4 separate regions of the Sus scrofa genome follow, and all the other regions are linked to region 4. Evidence: chromatin contacts called from public Hi-C and promoter capture Hi-C data. All regions are on one chromosome and are shown on one strand. The core of a region is the stretch at or near the end of the contact, and the rest is flanking DNA. Distances in the headings are between cores, read along the strand shown. Region 1 has its middle 340 kb from the start of KCNU1. Region 2 has its middle 250 kb from the start of KCNU1. Region 3 overlaps LOC110257028 (a long non-coding RNA gene). Region 4 holds the start of ZNF703 (zinc finger protein 703).

Region 1 (7,062 bases), core at 894-3,393, 410 kb before region 4:
ACTTGCTTAGAGCCAGGAACGGACCCTGGGATCATTTTCTAACCTGATGCGGACAATCCCTGGGTTTTCCTTCGCAAAGAAAACATCGCACACAGGGCATTTCTGTTTCAAAGAAGAAAATAGAATACATGGTCCCCAACAAACATAGTCATGTCTGTGTGTCAATGAACAAGAGCATTTCCTGGGGAGACTGGAGGCAGCAAACAAGATCCAGACGTTTGGCAAACAGCCCTTCCACTCACCGCCGGGGCCCATCGGATTCACAGCATTTAGATGTTAGGCCTCACCAGGAGGAGGCACTCAGTGGTGACCCAAGACTGTGAACATAAATCCAGTCAATATCTGCCTTTGGTGGCAGCAAGATGTCACAGACAAGAGCACTGGGGTTGAGTCAGACAGCAGATGGGATGGTGACTCCATCCGAGGCCAGCATGAGGTCAAGAAAGCACCTGGAGACCATTTCTTGTTCTCTCCTTTCTTCTCCTCAAACCAGCCCTCTCCTCCAAAACCTCACTAAACTCCAAAGCCGGTGATAAAGACTCCCACCTACATATAGTCCCTCAGTCAGGGTCACAAAACTCACAGGTCCACCACGTTCAAATACGTAGAAATCAACATAAAGGCGCCCACCTGGCCCACCTCCAAAAGGACGCTATAAGTACATCATCCCACTCTCAGTCCCATGGCCAAGGCCAAGTCTCCAACACACTCACAGGGAGTAGCAGGGGTGCTGTTCTGTACTGGGAATGGGCTGCCAGCAGGATGTGTTGGTGAGGTTGAGGCCCTGCAGCTGTGGTGCCGAGCAGCTTATCTGAGTGGCCTAGATCCCAGGGTCTCCTTCTAGAAAAGGCCTGCCTGGGGGTCATTCACTTTCAAGTTCTCTCTTGTCCTCAAGGTCTAATTTGGAAGAGTCTCCTTTCTAACCCCACCACTTGGTCCTTTAACAGAAGTGCTATCTCCTGGGATGTGCCAGTGTGTGGTGCCTGCCTCTTGGATGGGGAATCAGCAGGGGGAGCCTTTCCAAAGGGCCGAGGTGGAGAGGGAATCAGTATTCAGTGTTCTGTTTTCCATGCCTAGCAGTAGCTTTTTTTGTTTTTTGTTTTTTAGGGCCGAACCTGTGGCATATGAAAATTCCCAGGGTTGAATCAGAGCTGCATCTGTGACCTACACCACAGCCACAGCAATGCCAGATCCTTAACCCACTGAGAGGGGCCAGGGACTGAACCTGCATCCTCATGGATACTAGTCAGGTTCACTTCTGCTCAGCCACAACAGGAACCCCTAGCTTTCATTCTTGAATACCTACTTTGGGCCTGGCACCAGAAGGATGCTTTATTTGTACAAATAAAGAAATTGAGGCTTCAAGATCTGAAGGGAGCTGACAAGTCATGTACTTCTGGAAGGAAATGCAGCCAGGATTCGACCCTCACCTAGGCTGTCTCTGCTGGCTGTACACCACCCACTGCACTGCCGCACCCAAGACGGGGGATCACACAGATCGGTGAGTCCTGACTGCCTCACTTCTGCCCCAGGCTTTTTGGAGAAGAGTTAAGGAGTATAATGTTGTGTTTTACACATCCCCTCCCTCCCTCTCTGACACCTCTCCCCTGCCCATCTGCCCCTCACCATAGGAAAGGAGAGAATCAAACACAGGCAGTAAAGGAGGAAAGGAAGGACAGGGCCCCGGATAATCATCCCCAAGTAATCAATGATCAGCTCAACAAATAGATCGTGTACATATTAATCTACTGCATATTAATAGAAGTGGCAGACGCATAGTGTATATAAATGTATATATATATATGTATATGTGTGTATATATATATATATGCAAACTCCCTAGACTGCTAGGTGCTCCTGGCAAGTGGGTGACAAGCTCTGTGATGCTTCCCCGTGATGGAAATTGAATTTAGGTTACAGAACATCATCTGGCCCAATTGCCACTGAATTATTCCACACAAAATATCAGAGTTAATTTTTGGGCCTGTCAGCCCGGTTGATGAGTCGGGCGGCTGTCAGCCCTGCTGCTCCCGCCTCCAGTGCCAGAGAAGAGTCTGAAAGTCACGCAGTCCAAACAGCGACCTTGGCGGGGGAAAGGGGTGAGATTACCAGGATGATGAAATGCCAAGGCAAAGGTTCCGGAGTCCGGATTTGAATACCTGTTTACATGGAGGATAACAGAGAGCCACCCACGGACTACGAGGTTGTAACTCACTCCACAGAGTGCTGTGGACACCATAAAACACGACGGCCCTGCTCTGGATGTCTGTGGCCTGGCAGCCAGGCCCGGGGAGTGATTTAAGGCCCCGGATCCATTCAGAGACTATCTAATCTATTGTCTTTTATTACAGGCTCTGCTCTGCCTCTCTCCCACTCTCATAACCTTTTTTTTTTTTCCTCCAAGAAGCATAACCTCCCTTAAAGGAATGCTGCTCAGAAGGTGCTCATCTGATTCAAAGATAGTGAGGGTCCTTTATACCACACACACACACACACACACACACACACACACACACACACACAAATCTGGAGTTCCTGCTGTGGCTCAGTGGGTTAAGGATTTGATTGCAGGAGTTTCCATTGTGGCTAAGTGGGTTAAGAACCCAGCTAGTATCCGTGAAGAAGTGAGTTCAGTCCTTGGGCTGCCTTGCTCAGTGGGTTAAGGATGTGGCTTTTAGGTTGCAGCTGTGGCTCAGATTCAGTCCCTGGCCTGGGAACTTCCATATGCCAAGGGTGCAGCCATAAAATTAATACAAAAAAACCTGCAATGCCACAGTAACTAATACATTATTATTACATAGTATGTGTTATCCATATATTTTTATATATTTTATTTATAAATATGTATATACATACATATGTGTGTGTGTGTGTGTGTGTGTGTATTTCTTTTCCCTTCAGATAAGCTGAGCCCTGCATTCTCTCTTGGCATCCCAATGGCAGCTCTTTCCCCATTTCCATCTTCAACTCCTTCTCCCCCACTTCCTCTCACCAAAAGCCAGTAGGGCCACCCACTCCTTTGCCTCTCTTCTGACTAATTGTCTCGGGCCATCTGATGTTGAAATAATCCATAATTGCTTAATCTATCCGCGTCTGTGTGGCAAGAAACGGAAAAGCACTTTAGAAAGATCAATCATCTAAAATCATCGAGCAGCAGATTGGAAGCAGGGTCGCCGCCTGCTCCCAGCTGAGAAAATGATGGTGGTGAGAGATAAAGGCTTGGCGAGGAAGCTTCTCTGTCTCCATAGCTTTTTGATTCCCAGATAGATTACCAGGAGCACTAACTGCTCTCCGTTTGTGCTAAACAAAGATAATAGCCTTGGAAGTCACAGTCACATAAATGATACGACAATCAAATAAACCACCCCCTGCCCTGGGTCTCCCGCCAGCACTAGCAGGCTAATAGATGAGGCAGCGTGGTGGGGGCAGCGAGGGAAGGGAGGAAGGGGAACATCTTTGCCACTGGACCTTGATCATCAGAGACCAAGTGGAAAAGAGAAGTCTGAGTTCCTAAACAGCTGAGAAAAAAAACGTAAAAGCCTCCCTCTAACCTCTATAAATAAGAGAGATTCGGGCTGGAGAAAGCTTGGTGGAGTAGGGTCAGATCTTTCATAGGAATCAAATTAGTAGCCAGTCACCTAGCATCATAGCACATCAGGTGCATCAGGTTATGCATCTCAGCCTGGAATCCATGTCCTTCACCCTGTCCTTCACCCTCCTTGGAGTCAGAGTTTAGGGGCTGCTTTTTCTGATGCTGCTACTGTAGCCACACCTCCTTCCCAGAGCCCTGGCCTTTCTGCAAACCTGCCCCTAATGGCCCCTGATGCTGCCCTTCCCTAGCAGAGGAAAGGCAGACAAGGCAGGCACTGTCAGGATGAGAGGGAAGAATCAGCAGGCTAGGTCTCCTCTCACTCTTCCCTGCTGCTGGCATGACCAAGATTATCAGAGATGCAGCCTCAGGCACAGGGACCTGGGAGAGATTCCCAGAGGGTGAGGAACTCCCAGAAGTGGAGATGCAAGTGCAGCTTCCTCCAGAAGTCACCAGAACCACACAGTGTAGATGTCCGGCAAAGCTATAAAGTCTGAGGCTTAAAACACAAACCCAATCCTACATGGACCACTTATTTGCTATGTGAGTCAGGTAGCCTCTCTCAGCCTCAATCTTAAGGGTACTCCATCACAACGCTGGTATTTTGTTTAATTTTAATTCCTTTAATTCTTTTTAGGGTGCACCTGTGGCATATGGAGGTTCCCAGGCTAGGGGTCGAATTGGAGCTGCAGCTGTAGGCCTATACCACAGCCATAGCAACTCCGTATCCAAGCCGCATCCTGTGACCTACACCCCAGCTCATGGCAATGTCAGATCGGTAACTCCCTGAGCAAGGCTAAGGATCAAACCCCCATCCTCAAGGACACTGGTTGGGTTTGTTACTACTGAGTCACAGCAGGAACTCCTGACCTGATATTTTAAATAATGAACAATTGATGGGCAAGTCCGTAAGTTGAAACCGCTGTAATTAAATTACCATATCCCTAGAAGAGCCCTATAGGGCAAATATGATTCTTCTTTCCAAATTACAGATGAGAACACCGAGGTGGGGAAATTGTCTGTAACTTGTCCGAGGACACACAGGTTTGCTTTGATGTTATAATAAATGCCAGCCGCTACTTCTCTCATCGAGGAAGACTGACCTGCTCTGGACTGAAACATCACACATGTACTTCTGTCAGTTGCTGCTCAAACCACACAAAGCAATGCAGTCCTTTCGGGAGCAGCCTCGGCCATTCCTGGGGTTCAGAGCCACAGGCCAGGAGGGGCACAGTTGGAGCCCAGCTGGTTTGTACTGAACATGTCTGCTGTCCTCTCTCTGAAGTAGCAGAACTCCAACTTCAATGGTTCCCAAGCCCAGCACCCCATGTGGCTGGAATATGCTTGCCGCAGCCAGAGGCCGTGTCTCAAGGAGAATGTGGGAATTCCTGCAAAACTGATGGAATGATGGAGTGATGTAAGATGCAGACCCCACCCCCTTCCCAGAGGGAACAGGGACTCCTTGTAGCGAAGAAGTGTCCACATGCATTCACAGAGGACTCCCCACTCCCCCTGAGGGAGGGAAGGGCATCAAAGGAAATGGTAGAACCTTCTAGAATCTCATGTTGGGACCAAAAGGCAGCAAACTCTCTCCCCAGGACCCCAGCACCAGGAAGAATCTGAGCAAAGAACTCATGTCATCAGTTTACTGTGTCCATCCTGTCTTTGAGCACCTCATTCCCTGACCATCATGCACCCCCGCCCACACAGTGCTGTCCTGCTGGAATATAAACCCAACAAACCCAGGATGCAGTCAGACTCAGGGCACCTTGACTGCAGGGCTGGAGGGCTCTCTACCCAGCAGCTTTCTGAAATTGCCCTTCTCTCATGAAACCCGTAAGTAAAGGTGAGGCAGGACTTGAGTTCTCTGGGTCTACCATGGGTGCCAGCCCAACACCTAACAGGTACTCAATAAATAGGTTCGGGGTGAAACCAATGAATGCCTGGCCTTTAAAGAAAGCAGTAAGGAAACAGGCTGGGGGGAGAGATGACACCAAGATGGGACTTCAGAAAGGAGAGATCATATTCTGGGAGGGGCCCAAACTGACCACTGCCAGCACATATGTTCAAGGGCCCCAGGCTGGTATTGGAAAAACATGTGAGCGGTGTTGCGAGCAGATAACTGAGAGTTTCAGCACTGAGGCGACACATCTTGGGAAAAGACATAGAGACACATAGGGAGAGAAGCCTGAGGGGTGGGTAATCAGGTGGGTAATCAGGAGGAGTTAGTTTTCAAAATCTGGGAAAATACGGCAAGGTGGGAAGAAGGCTGTGGCACTGATTCCCATGCTCCACTTGTCTCCAGCCAACGAATAGAATGATAACCAAAGAAAAATTGTCTCGGGAGTCACAAGAACTCTTGACAAGTTGCCCAAAGTCACAGGGCAGGAAGAAATCCTCACTTCCTCTCTCTCCAGAAATTCCATCTCACCTGGTTTGATCTTTGGTTAGAAACCAATGAAGTAACTTCCCTGAAAAGAAGACTAGTTCTTGCCTTTCAATCCTATCAAAGTCACCATTATTTGCTCAGGCTGGCCACAGAACTGTTAAATTTCAAGTACAGATAGAATTATGGCAGCAATGGAAATAGCAAAATATTTAGGATTTATGCTAACGAAGACCAGGCAAGATCTTATAGAGAAGAACTTAAAATTCTCTTCAAGGAGATAAAGGATTATTGCGGGAGGGGGGAATGAGAAAATGGAGAGGTGTACCATCTTTTGCAGATAAAGTGATATAACATTATGAAAATGCCAATTTTAAACAAATGAATGTAAAATTCAAAGTAATTTCAGATAATACTGTTATAGAATATTTTTAAGGAAATGAATAAACTTAATTTCACATTCTATAGAAAAAGAATGATTCACAGGTAACTAAGTCCATTTTGATAACAAAAAGAACAATTACAATAGGTGATAGGGTAGAAGGAACAGGCAAACAGAACTCTGGAAAACAACAATGAGCCCAAAAATATGTTTGTGCACCCATGGAGACATGACATATGACAGAATATCACCAAAATCTAGTGGAAAAACAGGGAATTTTTAAATAGAATAAAAGTTATTTAGAAATTGCAGCACTATATAGGGGGAAAACCTATTAGATTTTTTCATTTTGATTTTATGCACTGAAATTTCTGAATGCATTAAAGACCCAAAATGGAAGATGAAACTATGAACATAATTTTAAATGTAAGAGAATAATTTTGTGCTGGGGATGAAGAACTTCTTAAATAAGACACCAAATGCACAAATCTAATATAAAAATATTTGTAGATTCAAGTGCAGTATTTCTATACCGTGAACAACAGTATAGACAAACAACAAATGGGTGGGAGGTAGGAAATAGTTGTTTACAATGTTTAAAACCAACAAATAGATTATTGTCTAAAATACAAGCAATATTAACAGATAAATTCAAGAAAATGGAAAAGGGATTAAAGAAGCCATTCACAGAAAAGGAAATCTGAT
Region 2 (7,062 bases), core at 3,463-5,962, 500 kb before region 4:
GGGGATATGAGGTCAGAGAAGCACCAGGGGGACATAGAGCTGGCCTCAGAGGCCACCTGAGGACCCAGCTTCTAGGCCAGGGAAATGGGGCAGCACTGGGAGGGGGTGGGGGTGCTGAAATTGACCAGAAGGCTTATTGTCTTCCTCTTATACACACCAGCTAGAAGCACGTGTTTTATTTTTGTTTTTTGTTTTTCTTTTTAGGGCCACACCCCAGCATATGGAAATTCCCAGGCCAGGTGTCGAATCAGAGCACAGCAGCTTGGGATCCGAGCCACATCCGTGACCAACACCACAGCTCACGGCAACACTGGATCCTTAACCCACTGAGCTAGGCCGAGGATCAAACCCGTGTCCTCGTGGATACTAGTCAGGTTCTTTACCCACTGAGCTGAAATGGGAACTCCTGCACATGCTTTATTTTTGATGTCCGTTCTTTCAAAACAAGAGGGTTCTTTTTGATGGTCCAAAATGTAACATGATGGTAAAATACTGAATACTTCTTTTTCCTTTCAAATTCTGCATGTGGACTAGTTTTCCAGGGCCTCCTTAAGAAAACACTACACACTGGGAGGCTCACAACAACAGATACATTTTATCTCACAATTCTGGAGTCTGAAAGTCTAAAATCAAGGTGTCCGCAGGGCCATGGTCCTTCTAAATTATGTGGGGGTGTCTCTCTGCCTCTCTCTAGCTTCTGAAGGTTCACTGGCAACCTCTGGTGGTCCTGGTTTGAAGCCCTGTTACTCCAATCACTCCTCTATCTCTGTGTCTCTTTTTTCTTTCTTCCTCCCTCCCTCTTTCTTTCCCTCTTTCTTTCTCTCTTCTCTCTTTCTCTCCTTCCTTCTTCCCTCCCTCCCTCCTTCCTTTCTTTTTCCCTTCCTTTCTTTCTTTCTTCCTTTTCTTTCTTTCTTTCTTTCTTTCTTTCTTTCTTTCTTTCTTTCTTCTTTCTTTCTTCTTTCTTTCTTTCTTTCTTTCTTTCTTTCTTTCTTTCTCTTTCTTTCTCTCTTTCTCTCTTCTTTCTTTCTTTTTTCCACACCAGCAGCATACGGAAATTCCTGCCAGGATCAAATCCAGTCACAGAAGTGATGCCAGGCCCTTAACCCACTGAACCATCAGGGAGCTCATCTCTCTTTTTCTTATAAGGACTCCAGTCCTACTGATGAAGGGCCCATCCTGCTCCTCTGACCTCATCCTAATGTAACCAATTACATCTTCAGTGGCCCTGTTTCCACATAAGGCCAGCTTTTGAGATCTCGGGGGTCTGGACTTCAGCCTATCTTTTGATTTAACCCATAACACTGTCTCCCACCTATTCTGATGCTGACCTCTGCACTGTCACCTGCCTACCTAGGGTCAGACCCTGATCTGTTTAGTGGAGGGTAGTTAGTAAGCATCCAGGGTGCAGAACTAGCGTTAGGAATTGCAGCGAAGGATTAGGGATGGTACTCAACCCCTGACCTCGGATACTTACCCCTCATTCTCAAGACCAAGGCAGATGCAATGTGCCAAAACCTCTGTTGCATTTCTTTTCTGGGTTGGTACCTTGTCTGTGTGTGTGTCTGTATGTGTGTGGGTCTGTGTGTATCAGTGTGTATTTATGTTTGCATTCGTGGCTGTGTGAGGATGTGTGTGTGTGCGTGTGGTTCTAGGGGTGCTAACCTGTGCATCGGTGTACATCTATGGGTATATGCGACCACGTGTATGCACTGAACATATGACTGTGGGTGCAGGTTTGTGCATACGTGTGTATGTCTGACAGTCTTTATAAGTGTGTTTACAGTAAAGCACACAGTCTGAGGAAATCCTTGTATTGAGCAAAGTGAAGCAAGTCCATTTTGGGATTGTCTGGGCCTGTCAGCCCCAAAGAGTAGCTTCAGCTTTCCAGAAACCATTGGAGTTCACATTCCCTTCTCATTGAGGAGAGAGCCACCCACTTCCCATGGTCCCTCCCCAGAATCTGGAGCGAGAACAGCAAGACCTCCGTGGAAGGGCAGTTCTCAACTCATAGCCCTCATGGTCATTCGAAACAATACGTGGCAGCAAAATAAAATAGCCAAGGCAGATGTTCCTAGATTATCACAAGAATCCTGGTACTTCCCCCAACAAGGTTGCTAATAGAAAAGGAAAAGGGAAGAAGAAATAAGGCTGAGGTGAATCTAGGCTCTCATGGGGAAGAAAAGATAAGTTATGAGAAAACACTTGAGAAAAGGTAAAGCCCAGTACATGGGAGTTCCTGTTGTGGCTCAGTGGGTTAAGAACCTGAGTAGTGCAAGTTCAATCCCTGGCCTCGCTCAGTGGGTTAAGGATACAGCGTTGCAACAATCTGTGGTGTAGTTTACAGATGTGGCCCCAACTCTGTGTTGCTGTGGCTGTGGTGTAGGCTGCAGCTCCAATTCGACCCCTAGCCTGGAAACTCCCATATGCCAAAGGTGTGGCCCTAAAAAGAAAAAACAAAAACAAAAATTCCATTATGAAAGCAGGATGATGTTTGAATGTTGGACACTGAATCTTTGGTGACGTAGCCCTGCAGCAGAGAAAACGGAACAATGTCTCGACACCCCTAGACCTTTCATTATAGCATTGGCAGGAGTGCAGGAGGCCAGGCAGTCTGGGTGACATGGGCCAGCGCCCACAACCTCCTCCCTGATATAGTGGAGCATGGAGTCATAGAGCCAGAGCCAGACTGTGCTTTAAGACCCATGGAGCCAGTAGGAAGTTCATGGGCATATCGGGGAGAAGACACGGCCATCAACTCCAGAAGAGCATTAACTGACATTATAGGCGAAGCAGGCATGGTTGACAAAACTCACTGGATCCTGACAACAACACATGAGGTAGAAGGATGGGTGTTCCCCTTCACAGAGGAGGAAACCACCATGCAGGGAGATGGAGTCACTGGCTCAAGGTCAATGGTAAGTCAGAGAGAAACCATTTCCTTTCCATTCCATTCCTGCCACTTCTCTTCATTCTCTGGAAGACCAGACCAGGTTACCATCCGTCATTCCTGGCAGCTAGAGAGCACTAAGTCTTTGCTGTAAAATAAAAAATAATAAATAAATTGGCTTTTTTTTTTTTTTTTTTTTGGTCTTTTTGACTTTTCTGAAACTGCTCCTGTGGCATATGGAGGTTCCCAGGCTAGGGGTCTAATCAGAGCCATAGCCACAGGCCTACACCACAACCACAGCAACATGGGATCCGAGCTGCATCTGCGACCTATACCACAGCTCACGGCAACGCCGGATCCTTAACCCACTGAGCAAGGCCAGGGATCGAACCCACAACCTCATGGTTCCTAGTTGGATTCGTTAACCACTGCGCCACCACAGGAACTCCATAATAAATAAATTAAAAAAAATTTTAAAAAGGTTGGCTCTATATGTTTTCTGTCTACTTTGGTTTGCCTTGGGTTGGAAACCAGCCAGAATCACCCCACCCCAAGTGCTCCATAATATCAGAGCTAGAGATTTTAAAGGTAAGAAGTGCCCTGGGGGCAAAGCTGAGTGGATTGGGTGTTCTCATCACTTTTGTGATGATGCGTATCATTTAACCTTCCTTACCTCACTTTTATATGTGAAGACTGAAGAGTTTCAAATAGACTATGTTATGGCTAAAGGCTAGGATTCGGTTGTGTACCAGGAAGGCGTGTCATGAAAAATATCAAGGATTCTTGGGAAAAGACACAGGGTTCTCACAGAGCTTTGTAAACAAAAACAAAAAAAATTTCACGGCTGCAGGCACTAAGATGGTTTCAGGATTATTACAAAGATAGCCAGGAAGGACTTACAAATTTGACAGGAGCAGGTAAATCTTACAGGAATCTTTGCTAATAAAATTCTGTCTCCCTTGGGGAGTAAAGCAACAACCCAAGAATCGCAGCTCCCATGGCCTGACACAGTGCACCCCGCATATGACAGCTCTCCTCACCTCCCCATGAGTGTGCAGTGTTTCCCAGGACAGGTGAATACGTGATCCTCTCACTGGCTAAATGGAGCTGTGTGTCCCTCTCTCCTCCTTTCTGCTCAGCTCACTTCCAGTCACCCCTACCATCCCCATCAGCACAGCCTACATTTTCCAGTTTAGGTTCATGAGCCTCTGATGACAGAATGCGGAGATGTGGCCCTGTTTGAAGACTAGCCTTGCCAGCCCCGCCAGGCTCTCTGTCCTCACCAGCCTGATGAGGAAGTTAAAAACGGGGCCATTTCTGTATCCTCTTCTCAAACTGCCATTTCCTCAGCCATTGTGAACTCTACTGAAAAGAAAAAAAAAAAGGCAAATAAAAGAGGCAGCTAATCAGAAAGAGGAGATTTATGAGATTGGCGCCTGCAGAGGGGCCCCTCCTCCTTCCATAGAAGCATCGCCCTTCCCTGGGCTGTGCCCTGACAGAGCCAGAGCTGAACTCCACATTCCAGAGGGGGCGCTCCCGTCACCGCTCCGGCTCTTCCCAGACCCTCCCTTCCCCTCCCGTCCCCTCCCGTCGTGGTTTCCAAGGAGCTACCCCTCTCGGTAAATTAAGCCCTCCAAGCCTCCCACTCTTGGAGGCCATGTGTTGAGCCCCACGAGCTGACTTGTGGCATTTATTAGCGCAAGAGGAAAAGTGCTTGCCTCATCAGAGAAAGCAGCTGGAGACAGAAGGCTTTTCAAAGGCGCAGAACTGACCTCCAGCTCAGCTGCTGGATGCCTGGGTATTGCAAACTCAGATGATCTTCTCTCTCCCTCTCCCTCTGTGTGTGTGTGTGTCTCTCCGTCTCTCTCTCCAGCCTCCACCCACTCCTTTTAGTAGACTCCTGACCTTGCAAGGCCTGAAACCTTCCTCCCCCCACAATCCATCTCCCTACATTGTGTCTCTCTGGTGAACTCATGCTGGGAGATTAATTGCCGCTATCACCCCTAATCCATCACACTTCCCAAAGATTGTTTTGACATCTAGTTAATTTTTGGCTGATGATTTATCAAATTCTTATTACCGTGCTCTGAAGGGGCTCATTTATTGTGTTGATTCATGGTAATGATAAAGAGGAAGCATTTTGAATTTTAACTACATTTCCCTCATGCTTCTACCGGTGTAGTTAAAAAAAAAAAAAAAAAAAAAGAAAAAAGAAAAAAGAAAAGGAAAAAAAAAGAAAGAAAAAGAAAAAAGAAAAAAGGGGGGAGGGGACTGTAGCAAGGAAACTCCGAAACAATTCAAAACATGCAAGAAAAAGGAAAGGGGGGGAAAAATCTTCCATTATGTGAGCAAAAGCCAAAAGTCTGCAAAAGGTTTTATAGATATATACACACACATATAATATATATAATACATACATATATACACACACATGGAGTATTTTAGCATCCGGGCCTGAACTGCTTTTGGAAAGCTCACACCCCTTAAGACTCTTAAACATTTATTGCCCTGTAATATTACCTAAGTGTCTCCTACCATTTTATTCAAATAGAACTTAATGGTAAATGATTTGAGTCTTGTACCAGTGGAAATGTAAAATGAGGGTCTTGGCCAGGCCAGATGGCCAGCCACCTTTTCAAAGTGCTGAGAGTCTTTTCTTTGCCACTCAGGTCACTCCCCAGACCTTCCAAAGGAATCATTTGCTACTCAGCTTTATTTAATAAGCCCAGATGATGGGAAGGGGCCTGTGTTTCCATGCTTTCTTCAGAATCAGAGGAGCTGGTGTCTCGGGGGTGGGGCAGGAGAGCCCCAAGGGAAAGGCATGGGGGATGGAGAGGCAGTTCATCCAGGCAGAAAGGCTAGGGAAGGCCCTGCAGTCACCTGATGGACAGGCTCAAGAGAGGGTACTTTCATAACAGAGGAACAGAACTTCTGACCCAAGAAAGGGAAGAAACGTGATGGAACGACTGTAAGAGGTCTTTCCAGCGGGAATCTTCAACAGGAAGGCTCCCGTGAAAAGATGTCCTTCACGGACTTTCTGGATAGACGACAGGCCCGTTTTGTTGTCCTTGGCACCAAGACTGTTCCAGCGGATGCCCATCCCACTTTCTCCACTTGCCTTCCAACCCCTGCCCTGAATCCCCCCGCCCACTTTCCTTCTTTAAGTCTCGCAAAACCCAGCTCATCCCTGGAGGAAGTCAGGTTCACCCTGAAATCTTTAATACCACTCTTGGTGTGGCCGGCCCGTGAAAACACGTGCAAGAGTTTTGTAGGTGAAGTGATTTGGTCCTTAGGTGGTGAAGAGGAGAGAAGGAAATATCAGATACCCCCTGCCCCTCCCTTAAAAATCAATTGATGGTTTTCTCTCATTTTCTCTTTTTTGGGAAATTTAACAAAATTATTTTTCTTAAAAGTAGGAAGAGGGACGGGGGAGGGGCAAGATAGGGATAAGATTTAAAATACTATATATATATAAAATATATATACCATATATATATAAAATCCCACAAATGTACTTCAGTCGGTTTTGGACTTTCAATTTAGTTTCACTGATCTACATCTGCTTGTCTGTCTGTCTGTCTCTCTCAGTTTTTACTATTTTAATTTTTATATTGCAATTTATTATGTGCAAGAACAAGCAACCTCTCATATCTTCTCTATCAAAATATCTTTGGTTTCTTCTCCATATTCTCTGAATGAACTTTGCTACCACTCTTAAACGTTTCCCAATTTCTATTGAAATTTCATTGTAACTACACTCAGTTATAAATTAATATTCTCTCTAACACCTGGGGACACCTCATGGGTCCTTATTAATTAAAGTCATCTTTTATGTTTCAGAACAACTATGAAATTTTCTTCATGTAGCTGCTGCAAATTTTCTCATTGGTTATTTTCCAGAAATTGAATAATCTTCTGATGCTATGTGAATGGAATTTTTACTCATATATTATCCAATAGACTGTTTTAGTACAGAGGAAAACTATGGAATAAGTCTAGCAAGGCTTGTATATTTACTTTGTAACCAGCCATCTTGTTACACACTCTTTAATGCTAACAGTTTTGCAAATCCATCTTACAGATTTTCCAGGTTATCAAGACTATGCCCTGTAAATTACATCAAAGTTTTCCTTCTCCTTCCCAATATTTAAGCTCCTTATTCACTTGTCCTATTT
Region 3 (6,878 bases), core at 3,072-5,571, 260 kb before region 4:
AAATTGTGAAAATGACCATGAGGTCCATAATGAGAAGACAAAGCCTTGGATGTGAAGGGAGATACTGTAAATCAATCTGGAGATTGGCCTGACAACACTGTATCTAGAGCCATCAACACTCCAGACAGAAGGTTTCCCTAGAACAAAAACTTGGAGGCAAATAGTCAGCATCATCCTAACAGTGTAAATCCATCTCTAGCCTGTCTTTTGTGGAGAGTGTCAACCTATCTTCAATGAATACGACTTTGTCCTTCTGTGTGTTCTCGGACGAAATCGTATTCAAAGGACTCAGTGATGCACTGATTTTCCAAAAACATGGATGAGTATTTAAATGGTTGGTAAGAGATGTATCTTGTGTTTTGATTTTCACGGCAACTTTTCCTTCTTTCTTTCTTTCTTTCTTTCTTTCTTTCTTTCTTTCTTTCTTTCTTTCTTTCTTTCTTTCTTTCTTTCTTTCTGTCTGTCTTTTCAGGACCACACCTGTGGCATATGGAGTTCCCAGGCCAAGGGTCTAATCAGAGCCACAGCAACGCCAGATCCGAGTTGCGTCTGCAACCTACACCAAAGCCCACAGCAACGCCAGATCCTTAACCCACTGAGCGAATCCAGGGATCAAACCCACAACCTCATGGTTCCTAGTTGGATTCGTTTCCACTGCGCTGTGGCATAGGTCACAGTCTGGCTCGGATTTGATCCCTGGCCCAGGAACTTCCATATGCCACAGGAACAGCCAAGAAAGAAAAAGAAAGAAAGAAAGAAAGAAAGAAAGAAAGAAAGAAAGAAAGAAAGAAAGAAAGAAAGGAAAGAAAGAAAGAAAGAAAGAAAGAAAGAAAGAAAGAAAGAAAGAAAGGAAGGAAGGAAGGAAGGAAGGAAGAAAAGAAAGAAAGAGAGAGAGAGAGAGAAAGAAAGAAAGAAGGGAGGGAGGGAGGGAGGGAGGGACTGAAGGAAGGAAAGAAAGAAAGAGAAAGAAATAGAGAGAGAAAGAAAGAAAGGAAATTACATGAAATTCACATACCAGTGTCCATAAAAGAGTTTACTGGAACATCGCCATGCTAATTCAGTTATGTAGTATCCATTGCTGTTTCTGCACTCCCATGAAGAATGGAATAGTTATGGCAGAGACAGGTAACATTATTTATGAGACATGCATATGTCCTGCAAAGACTGAAATACTGTCTAGCCATTTGCTAAAAATATTTGCTAATCTTCCCCTAAACACGCTATAAGAGTTGCCTACTTAACAGTTGTTTATGAATATTCCTTCTCTATAGGTGAACCCTAGTTCAACTTTGGCTCTTGAGTTCCACTAAAATAAGGTCCCCCTATATACATGACTCACTCCCCACCCACAGTAACTGCATGGAGTTTGTCTCCACTCTGCTAGGAAAAAGTTTGGGGGACAAATATCATCAGTGTCCAGAATATACACCATCCTAGCAGTAAAGATAGGGAGTAAAAAGAGGGGTTTGCTAGATGGTCATTCACAAGGGAAGTGGTTGTTCATTGAAATGCCTACCTCCTTGAATGGCCAGAAAAGAAGCAGCATCTACTGGGATTCTTTCTTGGAAATTCAGCATGGAAGAGGGGAAATGATCTCAGCTTTGATGTCCTGGCACATCTAAGATTAAATGCTCCATCAGTTACTGGGCTAGTTGATAATAAGTTACTTATCTTTCTGAGCCTCAGTTTCCCAATTAGTCAAATGATGCCCATCTCACAGAATTGTCATGCTGATAACATCCTGAGATGACACACATAAGGAAGCATCTAGCATAGAATGTCCTGGTGGTCTTGCTCTCTTGGGTGGATGTAGGAAGCTGGTTAAGAGCACAGGATCTGGGTTGGTCAGAATGATGCTCTGCTACTTACTAGTTATGCGAGCTTGGACAAGTCATCCCACCTGTCTGGGCCAGTTTCTTCCTTGGCAAAATGATAACCTAGTCTTTTGGTTTGTTGTAAGGATGTGATGGAGCACTTTGGACAGTGGTGACCCAGGGAGAGTGTTCAATAAACATCCATTGGAACCTTGCTCTCTCCCTGGGGGTACCTCGATGATGCATCAACAGAGTGCTTTGTTCCAGTCAGCAGGAATGCTCTGGCCTCAAGTGGGGGGAGCTTTCAGCCTCTCCCAACTGCATCAAAACAAACTCCTTCTTGTCCAAAGGGACACTGCCACGACTGGCCACCAATCCCCGAGGTCTCCTTCCGGAGGTCACATGATATTCACAAGACCTTCTGCAGCCAGTGCTTGTCAGATGGGCAGAACCCAGCAGCGCTTCTTATTCTGAACCTTGGACTCTTGGACTTGAAGAACAAGATCTAGGTGACTGGGGAGCTAGAGATTTACTGGCTCTTTCATCACCCTTGCCTACCTGTGACCTTACATAACAGCAGATCACAGACTATGGTAGCATCAGCTTGGCTCTCCTGTCCACCAGTAACTCTTCTTTTTTCTTTTTTTTTTTTTTTTTTTTTTTTTTTTTTTTACGGCCATACCTGCAGCATAAGGAAGTTCCTGGGCCAGGGGTCGATTCAGAGCTGCAGCTGCCAGCCCACACCACAGCCATGGCAACACCGGATCCGAGCCACATCTGTGAACTACACTGCAGCTTGCAGTAACTCCAGAACCTTAATCCACAGAGTGAGGCCAGGGATCAAACCTACATCCTCGCAGACACTATGTCAGATTCTTAACCCAATGAGCCACAATGGGAGCTCCCACCAGTCACTCTTCTAAACTCTGCTTACGCTCTGCCCTCCATCAGAAATGCCACTCCTCCCACCAAGACCCTGAGACAAATACTGTTCATCTTTCTACCCCCAGCTCCTTGGAAACCTACCCCCCCAACCCCGTTTCTCGCTAAGGGTCTCCTCCACTCCTGCAGGGCTTTGCTCGGACACCCATCCTATTGTGGCTTTCACATCATGTCATGGTTAAGGGAGTCTGTGTCCATGTCCTCTCTTCCACTCAGTGTGTCTTGAGAGCAGAGCCAAGCTGTCCTTCCCTAGCATCCTCGGCACCTGCCACAATGCTCAGCACACAATAAGGAGACACCAACTGTTTGATGCCTAAATGAAGAAATGAACAAACAAAACATTAAAGCCACTGGGAAAATGTGGAGACATGTTTTCAAGATTCAGGGTGGCTCGGTCTCTCTCAGTGCCACAACAGGGACCCAGGTGGCTTTAAGGTGTGTGCTTGAAACCCCGCTCCTTCCAGATGGGGTCTTGGCCGTTGGAGCTTCTTTCTCCTGGATCGTCACTCTTGGTTGCCCAGGTCACCTGGGGCTAAAGCACTTCCAGCTCCGACCGGGAGAGTGCCCGCAGAATCTGTTAATGTAAATGATCTGTCATCTTGACCAGCAAGGTTAAAGCAAGGTACCTGTTAAAAGAAGAATATGAAGAGCCTTGGAGCAGCACGGAGAGTTCAAGTACAACTGTTTTATAGGAAAGGTCAAGTTCACCTTGTGTTGGGCACTTGGGCTAACGGTTAGCTATTAAAGGAGGCAGTGTCATAAATTCCACTGGCCTTTTACCTCCTGGATGTTCCCCACTTCCCACCCGCCTTGATTGGAAAGACTTTTCCAGGCTTCTGAGAACCTGGAGTCTACAATTTCTTTTTTGCCACAGAGCATACCCTGAGCTAGGGCTTTTTTTTTTTTTTTTTTTTTTTTTTCCTACCCAGTATTTCCTTCCCTTGTAAGGTTTACATCCAGAAAACAGTCTGGGTCCACCTGACACCCAACTTTTTTTTTAACATTTCCTATTTTGAAAGTATTTTTGTAAAAGTGACATGGTTGCAGTCTGCAGCTGGGCCAGAAGGGGGAGGCTGAATGAAGTGGATTCCAGCAGGTTTGCAAAAAAAAAGTACTTTAAGGGGTAGGGGTGGAGGGAGTATGGGGGAGAGGTGGCTGGTTAGAAATGCTGAGAGGAAAAGGGAGCGAAATCAAAATAATAATAATAAAATAATAATTGCAGCCATCATTTTAGTGAGCTGGATGCTTCACCTATGTAGGCGCATTTAATCCTCACAACAACCCCAGGAGGTAAGTATTAATAGCCCCATTTTTCAGATGAGGAAATCAAAATGCCAAAAAAGAAACCCTTCAAACTCTCAATTTGTACACTCATTTTAAGGCCGTTGGATTGCTGGGCTATAACCAAGTCATTTCATAAGTAAATACTGGTGGTTTGATTTTTTTTTAATTTTTTTTTTAATTTTTAATGTTCGCTCTTCCAGGCCCTGGGTCAGTAACCGAATATGTGGGAAGTCTTTAAAAATACCAATGAGAGCATTTGAAATAGCACAGCTGAAAACCACCACTCTTCACACTGAGCTTCATTCAGAGTTCAAGGTTGTACATTTTTCTCCCACACAAATTCAACAGAACAAGAAACCACAAGAATTGAGCGTTTTCCAAGTCTGAACAGGGGAATATGAACTTCAGAAGAAGGAAAAAAAAGGCAAGAGGAGAAATTTATTTGAAAGCGCTTCTCTAAAAAACTTTGCACCTCGGTTTCCTGGCTTCAAGGCCCTTGAATCCATCTAGATATTTAACAAATAGCAAATCACCAGTAGCATTCAATAAATATTCAACAACACGCGTATGCGGTCCATTTCCTGTTGGGGCTGCTACGTGTTAGAATGTTCCAGATGAATCACTTCTGCTTTAGCCTAAGTCTATACTATGACCAGCTCTGTATCTGCCCTTTCCATGACCTCTATCAATAGGGCCCACCAGGTGAAACTTTCTCAGAATGTACTAAACTCTAGGCCTTTTTCTGCCCATCGGTTCTCTGCTGCCAAACTGCAAATGCCCCCAAAGTGTGTCCTACAGAGATTTCCATATAATAAGGATTTATTAAGTGTTGTGGAGGCATAAAGCAATGAACTTCAGCAGACTGTCTAGCTCTCCATTTTGGGTTTCTTTTAGTGTGAGAGCTTGGGGTTTGAGAAGTGGAAGGGGGGAATAGGTTTTAGGTTTTTTTTTTTTTTTTTTTTTGCTTTTTATCCCTCATTATATTTCAATTGAATTTGTCAAGAGACCAAGAGTTTTATTTTCCCAACATGAATCACTTATGATCTAACAAATGAATTACGCTTCCCTCCTGTCCTACAGGGGGAGGGGGGGAGGTCAGCAGAGAATAGATGGGTTCAGAGAACCTCCTCTGGACCGTAGTGTCGCAGCCCCCATTGAAGAACTCAGGTTCAATGCCAAAATTGCCAGTTCAGGTTAGAATCACACTTAAATGTATCTTATTATACACAGAGGCACACAAATGCAATATGTCATCTTTAATGGTTCAGAACAAAGCCTAAAAAAATAGTGTCCTAGCACAGATGAATTTTATAACCTTTGATATATGGCTTTCATTATTAACAATAATTTCTGTAACTGCATCCAAATTCGGGAAGACACCCGATGAATATTAATTTTATTTTTGATTTATTTTCTGCTCCCGGTGGCTCCCTCTAGGGCTGACCTGCATTCCCAGAGTCCCTTCTGCCCTGAGACTCTACATGCTCCAGAGTGAAATTCTCATGGTCCTGGGGACAGCCTGGCTCCAGGCTGTACTTTGGGTTTGGCTGTTCTGCTGGAAAATGAGAATTTATTTTTTTATTCCCCTTTGCATTTTCTTACCTCTTTATATTTTACAAAGAGTTCCCTCTCCCACACCCTTTGTCATTATATTAAAATCTAATTGCAAGACAACTCTCTTCACCTAAGTCATCAACAAAGCCCAATTATTTCTAATGCATGCAGAAGGGGGAAAAAGTGCCAACAATAAAAAGGCAGGCAGTAACCTAAGCCTTTTTCACAGTCAGGCTTCAAGTTCACATGTGAATTTATGCCAGTTTTGACATTAGCCGAAAAAATTAACAGTTCTCAAAAATGAAACTCTCACAAAAGGGGTTTTGTGTTTCAAGCAGAATAAATTATAGTGTGATGTTATTAAAACACTTAGTTGTTAAGTTGCCAAGAAAATCCAGTATATTCACACAGACTCGAGGACCTGTCTCCATGCAAAGTAATTAAATTAGATTTATGGGCTGCATTACATCAGTGTTTGATAGTTCATTTTTCCTTTCTTCATATTTTGCCCTGCTTTATTAGAGCATGTGACAGATGGTAAAAATAGTGTGAAGTTTCTTGGCCCTGTGCTAAATCCCCTTTCGGTAGTATATCTCTCTTCTGTCAGTTCTCCCCAGTGATGATAAATTAACCTCTCTCTTTGTATCCCAAGTGTGGCAGTAAAGCTCTCTTTGACACAGCACCATCACTTTATCTTAATCTGTGCTGTTTCGAGGAGAGAGCGAGATGATGCAATCACCGCCAGGAGTTTAGAGAGAAGATTTATGGTGTCAGAAAAAGGGAGGATGATTAATATAATATGCATCATTATATTTTTCATTTGGTCTCATTTGTCGCCTTCTCGGTATCCAAGGCAAGGAGTTCGCCAGGGTGGGCCAAGCGCCGGCCGGACTTTCACCTCAGGTCTTCTTGAGAGGGCTGAGCCTGGGAGCCGGCAGGTGGAGGGCTGCTGGTCCCTCTGGCCACACAGTCTCCTCCAGGCCTCCATCAAAGGCAGTGGGTTTTCCCTTTGAGTGACTGGCTTCCTGTTTCTCCCAAAGGGAGGCAGTGGCCATGACGAATGTAAATAAGGTTTTGGGTGATACTATTTGAGGTGGATCAGGTCGAAGGGTACCCTGAGACTAAACAAGAGTTGGGGTCACACTGCCCCTAAGAGATGCTGCTGGCAGAACCAGAAAAGGCAGTGCCATATGGGAGGAGTTCCTGTCATGGCTCAGTGATGAGCAAAACTGGCTTTATTCATTCAGCTCAATAAAGAGTTTATTGGCATGGCCACGTGACTGG
Region 4 (6,783 bases), core at 1,177-3,676:
TACTCCCTTGCTAGCACTTTCCGGGAAGGGGCAGCAGGCCTGGTCTCCACCTCAGTGCTGTTTGACACCTCCTCTTCCTAGTGATCAGCTGTGAGCTAAGGGAGTGAGGATTTCTAAGGACAACATGTGACTACCTGAGCTGACTCCTCACCCTCCATCCTGAGCCTGGCCTTCCCATCCCCACCTCCTCCTTCCTCCCTTCCTTTCGTTCATTCCTAGGCCTCTTCTTCTCTTTTCCTCTCCAAATAGAGAGTAAATATTTTATCACCCTCCATTCTTCACCCCATTCCTGCTGCCTCCTGCCCCTCTAGTCCTTCCAAACTCCTAAATGCCTTTGTCTGTCTCCTCTCCCCTTTGTACCCAACTGATTCTCCATTAATCACTCCCAACACACATCTGCTTGGGCCCTAGCAGGAGTTCTTGGCTGGCACTCACAGCTGAGCTGGTTACAATCATCAAGAAGGGGTCTTTCATCTCTTCCTGTCTCCAAGGGTGCCCCTCTTCCCAGTTCCTCCTCTAAATGCCTACAAAGGCCCACCCTCTTCCATTCTCACTTCCTCTCTCTGCAGAGCAGTCTCCCAAAGGCCAAATGACCTCTAAGACTGAAGCAGCCCTGCAATGGACATTTAAAATTGGTGTTGGCAGTGGCAGGGACGTTAGAGTACTCAGAAGCTGGCACGAGAAGAGATGGGGGTGGGGAATAAGGACAACCACAATGAAATAAGTGGGCCCCCCCTCCTTCTGGTACCCCTCTTGCTGCAATATGGAATACATCACCCAGTCAGGACATCCCCTGGCATTCATTGTAACCTAATTTTACCAGGATGAAAGTTAGGGTAGGGAAAGCCTGTGTAATTTTTTAGAGGTCTATGCATACTGTCTAAAAAACAGACGCATCCAGGGAGTACATTCAGTTGAGCGTATGACGGATAGGGCCTGGGAGTGGTGCCTGCTGCCTCCTTTACGGAACATGATAAAGGTTCGTGATTGCTATTTGTTATTTCCATGACAGTTGTTTCATTCTGTTGGAAGGACCCCTTTGAAATCATCTATCCCCGTCTTGGTTCTCATGTGATCGCAGGGCGTTGATCAACGAGCAGCAGAGTCAGGGACGGGTAGTCCTGGAGCAATATGCCCCGAGTGACAGGCCTGACAATCGGAGTGATGGATTCGAGCTGGGAAAGTGGTACTCCAAGCGAGGCAGTGACACCAGCGCGCCTCCACTGGTCGCTGAGAGCACGGCGAAGTGGTCTCCCCGGAGGCCAGAGCACAAAGACCCAGGTTCACCTTCTGATCCGCAGGCAGGGAACCTTAATGATGTCGAGATTAGGTCTATGTAAAATCTCTGCCCGGTGCGAGGCTGGCAATGCAAACTTTATTAGAAAGGCACCAGGGGAAGGAGGTGGAGTAGAGGAGAATACTGTTATTTTTAATACAAAGTTTTTAACTCCGAAATTTCCCTGGGAAATTTACCCCCTCCCCAGCCCCGAGAGAAGAAAACATGTGGGGGACGCATCTCTAGAGTTTGTATCCGGGTGCAGCACTTAGATTCCCCCAACCCCCAAATAGCAGCAAGGCTCTGTGCCGTGAGAGAATTTTATGCCTCTAAGCAGGACATTGTAAGAAACCTGAAAACACACTCAAAAACATCGAACCTATAAATCTGTGCGCCGGCGGCGCGCACAACCTAGGGAACAGCGCCTTATCGCAATCATTTCACCCCCTAAGGGAGTCCTCAAACTTGCAGGCTTCGGACAGGACTGGCTCAAAGTTATTGGAGCGCTTTACCCCGCATCCCGAGAACCGCTGCTGCCTCCGGGTCTCGAGCGCTTCCAAATGAGCCCACCCGGGAGAAGCCAATTAGGGGAAGAGAGCTGGACCGGAGCGGAGCCGGAGCTGAGCCTGAGCAGAGCCTGAGCAGGGCCGCAGCAGAGCTGGGTTCCCGAGGCACGGCCCGCCCCCAGGCCGCCTCGGGGAGAGGCTTGGACCTGACTGTAAGAGAGCCAACGCCGGGAGCTCCTACCCCACCCCCACCCCAGTCCACCCCACCCCAAACACACACGGCCTGAGGGTGACTGCCCCCGCCAGCACCAACTCCCCGCGGTGCGAAGGGAGAGAGAACAGAGCGATAGGGAAGCTAGCGAAAGACAGGGCGCAGACCTTGGGGTCACGGAGAAGTCCCCTGCTCTCCGGGACCCCAGGGTAGGGGTGGCCCAGTTGGGGGGAGGGGAGGAGTGCGGAGAGTGGTAAAGGCCGAGGCGGGAGAGGCGCGCGCAGGCGAGGCCCCTTTAAGGCTCTCCCCGCCCACCGGCGGCGCCGGCCTCCGCCCGCCGCTCTCCCCGCCCCGGGGTCCCGGCGAGAGCTGCGATTGGGCGGCCGCGGCGATCCCTTTGAAGTGTGGCTGCCGATCGCGGCTATTTGACGTGCGGCTCGCGGAAGGCGAAGGTTTTTGTGTTGCTCGCCGGGAATAGCGGCGGCGGCGGCGGCTGCAGCGGCGGCGGTGGCGTCGGTGGAGGAGGGGTGGAGGCGCAGCGGCTGCTGCACCGCGCTTGGCGCTGCGGAGCGAGCCCACCCGCCGCGGGAGCTCGCCTCCCCGGTGCTCCCCCTCCCTCCCCGCCCCCCCAGTGGCGCTGCCTCCTCCAAATGAGCGATTCGCCCGCTGGATCTAACCCAAGGACACCCGAAAGCAGCGGCAGCGGTAGCGGCGGAGGCGGGAAGAGGCCGGCGGTGCCGGCGGCGGTGTCTCTCTTGCCCCCGGCGGACCCCCTGCGCCAGGCAAACCGGCTCCCCATCAGGGTCCTGAAGATGCTGAGCGCGCACACCGGCCACCTCCTGCATCCGGAGTACCTGCAGCCGCTGTCCTCCACTCCCGTCAGCCCCATTGAGGTCAGTCGACTGGTCGCTGCCAGTCCAGCGCCGGCCCCATTCCGCCCACCACTGCCGGGCCCACGGCCCTGCTCCCTGCGCCCTGGGGCTCGGTGCGACGCTCAGGTCCGGCCACACTGGCGGACGGTGTGAGAAGGGACGGAGAACAGAGGGATCAGAGCCCACACGGTTCTCCCTGGGCTTTTCCGGAAAGGTTCCCCTTCCACACTCGCCTTTCGGAGCTACATGTTTTCTCCCGGATTGGGTTTGCTCTTGGAGTCTCCACTGGGTCTTTTACTTTTCCTCGCCACCCAGTTTCCAGGCCGGAGAAGATCTCTCCTGGGCCTCTCCCGCCCACCTCTCTCTACCCGGGTTTGTTCTCTTTGAAGCCGGATCGGCCCGGTCCTGCTCCGCCTCTGTCCCATCCGGTTAGAGCGCACTACGCCCCGGCACTCCCGATCCCAGGTCTTTCTTCCTCCCACTTCCCTGGGTGCCCTCCCCGGGAGGGAGGGGCTACCAAGAGAGCGCCAACGGCAGCCCTAGCTTCAGAACGCGCTTTTCCCGGCTTCTACCCCGCGGCGCCACCGCCTGAAACCCGTCCTAAGCGAAGTTACCCAAACTGAAGCAATAAGTTTTTCCCTGGGCATAGACTAGGGGGAGATTCGAGGGCAGGGGGCGAGTTACAGGCCCTCCCTCAGCCCTGACTCCAGAGAAGTCACCTTTGGTAGACTACTTCCACTGCTCTTTTCCCGGGACCGGTGGCGCACTCCGGGGACACCGAGAGCGAGGGATCTCACCGGCCGGCAGGGTTAGCGCAGTTCCGCCCAGCAGCCCCGCCCTCGCTCTCCAGACCCTGTCCCCAAGGTCTTCTCGCCTCGTCCGCCGCCTCGTCGGCTCCCCTCGCCCCCCCCCCCAGCTTCCCAGGCACCCCACTTGTTCACTCTCCCGAGCGGTTTCTCGTCTCACCCCCCTTCTCCCTCCCCTTGCCGCTGTCTCCCACAGCTGGACGCCAAGAAGAGTCCTTTGGCGTTGCTGGCCCAGACTTGCTCGCAGATCGGCAAGCCGGACCCGCCGCCCTCGTCTAAGCTCAACTCGGTAGCGGCGGCCAACGGGCTGGGAGCAGAGAAGGACCCCAGCCGCTCCGCCTCCGGCGCCGCCTCCGCTTCTGCGGCTCTCAAGCAGCTGGGGGACTCCCCGGCCGAGGACAAGTCCAGCTTCAAGCCCTACTCCAAGGGCTCCGGAGGCGGCGACTCCCGCAAAGACAGCGGCTCCTCCTCCGTGTCCTCCACCTCCTCCTCCTCCTCCTTGTCCCCAGGAGACAAGGCGGGCTTCAGGGTCCCAAGCGCCGCCTGCACGCCCTTCCCCCCGCATGGAGCGCCGGTCTCCGCGTCCTCGTCCTCATCCTCCCCTGGTGGCTCTCGGGGCGGCTCCCCGCACCACTCTGACTGCAAGAACGGCGGCGCAGGCGGCAGCGGGGAGCTGGACAAGAAAGACCAGGAGCCCAAGCCCAGCCCGGAGCCTGCGGCCGTGAGCCGCGGCAACGGTGGGGAGCCGGGCGGGCACAGCGGCAGCGGCACGGAGGCCGGGGCCTCCGGGCGCAAGTCGGAGCCGCCCTCCGCGTTGGTGGGGGCCGGCCACGTGGCGCCGGTGTCGCCCTATAAGCCGGGCCACTCGGTGTTCCCGCTGCCACCCTCCAGCATCGGCTACCACGGCTCCATCGTGGGCGCCTACGCCGGCTACCCGTCTCAGTTCGTGCCTGGCCTGGATCCCAGCAAGTCCGGCCTCGTGGGAGGCCAGCTATCGGGGGGCCTGGGCCTGCCGCCGGGCAAGCCCCCCAGCTCCAGCCCGCTCACCGGGGCCTCCCCGCCCTCCTTCCTACAGGGATTATGCCGAGACCCCTACTGCCTGGGAGGCTACCACGGCGCCTCACACCTTGGAGGCTCCAGCTGCTCCACCTGCAGCGCACACGACCCGGCCGGGCCCGGTCTTAAAGCTGGGGGCTATCCGTTGGTGTACCCCGGGCACCCGCTACAGCCCGCCGCGCTCTCGTCCAGCGCCGCCCAGGCTGCGCTCCCCGGCCACCCGCTCTACACCTACGGCTTCATGCTGCAGAACGAACCGCTGCCGCACAGCTGCAACTGGGTGGCGGCCAGCGGGCCGTGCGACAAGCGCTTCGCCACCTCGGAGGAGCTGCTCAGCCACCTACGGACCCACACGGCCTTGCCCGGCGCGGAGAAACTTCTGGCCGCCTACCCTGGGGCCTCAGGCCTGGGCAGCGCCGCTGCGGCGGCTGCGGCCGCCGCCTCCTGCCATCTGCACCTCCCCCCGCCCACCGCCCCCGGCAGCCCCGGGTCGCTGTCTTTGCGGAGTCCACACACTTTGGGGCTAAGCCGGTACCACCCCTACGGCAAGAGCCACTTATCCACAGCTGGGGGCCTGGCCGTGCCGTCCCTTCCCACAGCCGGACCCTACTACTCACCGTACGCGCTGTACGGACAGAGACTGGCCTCAGCCTCCGCTCTCGGATACCAGTAACTACAGCCCTGCCTCTCTCCCCAGCCTCCCCTCCCTCCCCCACCTCCCCTCCCCCCCTACTCCCGCTGCAGCCTCCGCCACTGCTTATCCTTGCTGGATCCCCCCCCCAGACCCTCTTCCCCACCGGACTGTGTATTTATTTACTATAATGTTAGCTTACAAGCTGGGAATATAAGTGCATTAACGGCCCACACGAGTCAATGGTATGCAAAAAGTCTGTTTCCCTCTAAATAATAATATTAATTACACGAGTAACTACAGGTTCCCCCGCCCCTCTTCCTTTATTTTCTGCTTTTCTTTTTCTTAGATGTAAGTTTTATTTTTTTTTTCCTTTTGCCTGTTTTGTTTGTTTGTTTGTTTTTTGATTGGTTTGGTTTTCGGGGGAGGAGGGAGAGTGGGGTTCTTTTTGTTTTCCCTTCCTGGGGAATTCTTGCATGCTTCTTAACCGTTCCAACTACATTTCCTGCTTCTCTTTCCCCTTCATTCCTTCTTGTTTCCGTCCATTAGCGGTTCTGTTGTTGGTTTTTTGTTTGTTTTGTTTTGTTTTTTTCCTTTGTACAAGTAACAGAGAGGAGATATTTTTTGTAAGGCATTTGGGGGTGCAGGGAGCGGCCTTGGGAGCTGGAAGTCTTGCACCCTTGTAGACCCGGAACTCAGCTCTGTGACTCCTCCCCGCCCACTTTCTCCCCGCAGGATTCCTGAGCTGCACCCTCCCCACCACCACCCCCAATTAGAGTCTGGCTCCCCTGTCTTGCTCTGAGCAAGAGTCAGTGGCCCTAGAGGCCTTCTACAGAGCCTTCCCACTTCCAGACCCTTGCTGTCTCCAAACACCAGTGGTCACACTGCCTGCTGGTGGGGGACCTTGCAAGGACTCATCTTACTCAAGAAAAAGTCCTTAGAAGGCCCTGCTGGCATGAAACTTTGCTCTTTAGAGTTTGCGAAGTGCTTTTCTAGTCACTGTTTTTCTCTCGGTCATCGGCCCCTGTCCTGGTGGTAGGGGCTGGGTCAGTGATTCTTGCTAGATCCTTCCAAAGCAGACCCGTGGTAATATCGAGCTGGTGATACAAACTTGTTAGCTGTTGGGGGGGAAGGTGGGGGAGTCAGGGAGCACGGGGATCATAGCGGTCCCCGCCCCTTCCCACGCCTTACCCAACAGAGTCCCCACAGTTGCCGTGGGCTCCCTCAGTCATTGGGATTGAAGACTCGCCCCCTGGGTCTTCTCCCAACACCCTCCCTCCCTCCTGGTCTTCGGCAGCCTCGCGGGGCTGCGGGGCCTGTTGGGGATGAATAGAGCTCTCCCTTGGTAAGACTTATTTTGTTAATAAATGGAGTACTTGGCTATATTCACACCCTGGTGTGTTTCTTGCCTCACCCACCGTCCCA

Evidence for each region. Promoter capture Hi-C pulls out the DNA fragments that hold promoters and counts their contacts. A called contact is a pair of places that touch in the nucleus more often than the background predicts.
Region 1: a promoter capture Hi-C map of liver shows a contact between it and region 4, with 4 times the contacts expected there. The contact joins the enhancer-like site here to the promoter of ZNF703 in region 4. A contact is called at or near these places in 1 of 5 promoter capture datasets (liver), 4 of 47 Hi-C or Micro-C datasets (epiblast stem cells, fetal skeletal muscle, liver and 1 more) and 2 of 2 datasets of contacts at active chromatin or transcription factors (alveolar macrophages and skeletal muscle).
Region 2: a Hi-C map of omental adipose tissue shows a contact between it and region 4, with 1.8 times the contacts expected there. The contact joins the enhancer-like site here to the promoter of ZNF703 in region 4. A contact is called at or near these places in 16 of 47 Hi-C or Micro-C datasets (alveolar macrophages, blood, embryonic fibroblasts and 10 more) and 2 of 2 datasets of contacts at active chromatin or transcription factors (alveolar macrophages and skeletal muscle).
Region 3: a contact with region 4 is called in a Hi-C map of embryonic fibroblasts, with 4 times the contacts expected there. The contact joins the enhancer-like site here to the promoter of ZNF703 in region 4. A contact is called at or near these places in 11 of 47 Hi-C or Micro-C datasets (brain, embryonic fibroblasts, fetal skeletal muscle and 5 more) and 2 of 2 datasets of contacts at active chromatin or transcription factors (alveolar macrophages and skeletal muscle).

Annotation. Positions count from the first base shown.
Region 1 is chr15:49,098,367-49,105,428 of Sscrofa11.1, reverse strand. No RefSeq gene overlaps it. Among named protein-coding and RNA genes, the nearest start is that of KCNU1, 340 kb to the left of the region's middle. Within about 2 kb of position 2,143, at least 3 of the 83 cell types and tissues checked have an H3K27ac peak or open chromatin away from gene starts, as enhancers often do. A contact at or near this core is called in liver, where this site is marked.
Region 2 is chr15:49,189,446-49,196,507 of Sscrofa11.1, reverse strand. No RefSeq gene overlaps it. Among named protein-coding and RNA genes, the nearest start is that of KCNU1, 250 kb to the left of the region's middle. Within about 2 kb of position 4,712, at least 25 of the 83 cell types and tissues checked have an H3K27ac peak or open chromatin away from gene starts, as enhancers often do. A contact at or near this core is called in epiblast stem cells, omental adipose tissue and subcutaneous adipose tissue, where this site is marked.
Region 3 is chr15:48,956,919-48,963,796 of Sscrofa11.1, reverse strand. It overlaps LOC110257028 (a long non-coding RNA gene), which reads right to left. Exons shown (of 2, transcript XR_002339184.1): 2 at 3,172-3,382. Among named protein-coding and RNA genes, the nearest start is that of ZNF703, 260 kb to the right of the region's middle. Within about 2 kb of position 4,321, at least 3 of the 83 cell types and tissues checked have an H3K27ac peak or open chromatin away from gene starts, as enhancers often do. A contact at or near this core is called in embryonic fibroblasts, where this site is marked.
Region 4 is chr15:48,692,282-48,699,064 of Sscrofa11.1, reverse strand. It overlaps ZNF703 (zinc finger protein 703), which reads left to right and starts at 2,426. Exons shown (of 2, transcript XM_003133370.5): 1 at 2,426-2,886; 2 at 3,868-6,749. The coding sequence starts at 2,644. The coding sequence ends at 5,400. It overlaps LOC110256999 (a long non-coding RNA gene), which reads right to left and starts at 2,292. Exons shown (of 2, transcript XR_002339108.1): 1 at 2,161-2,292; 2 at 384-1,373.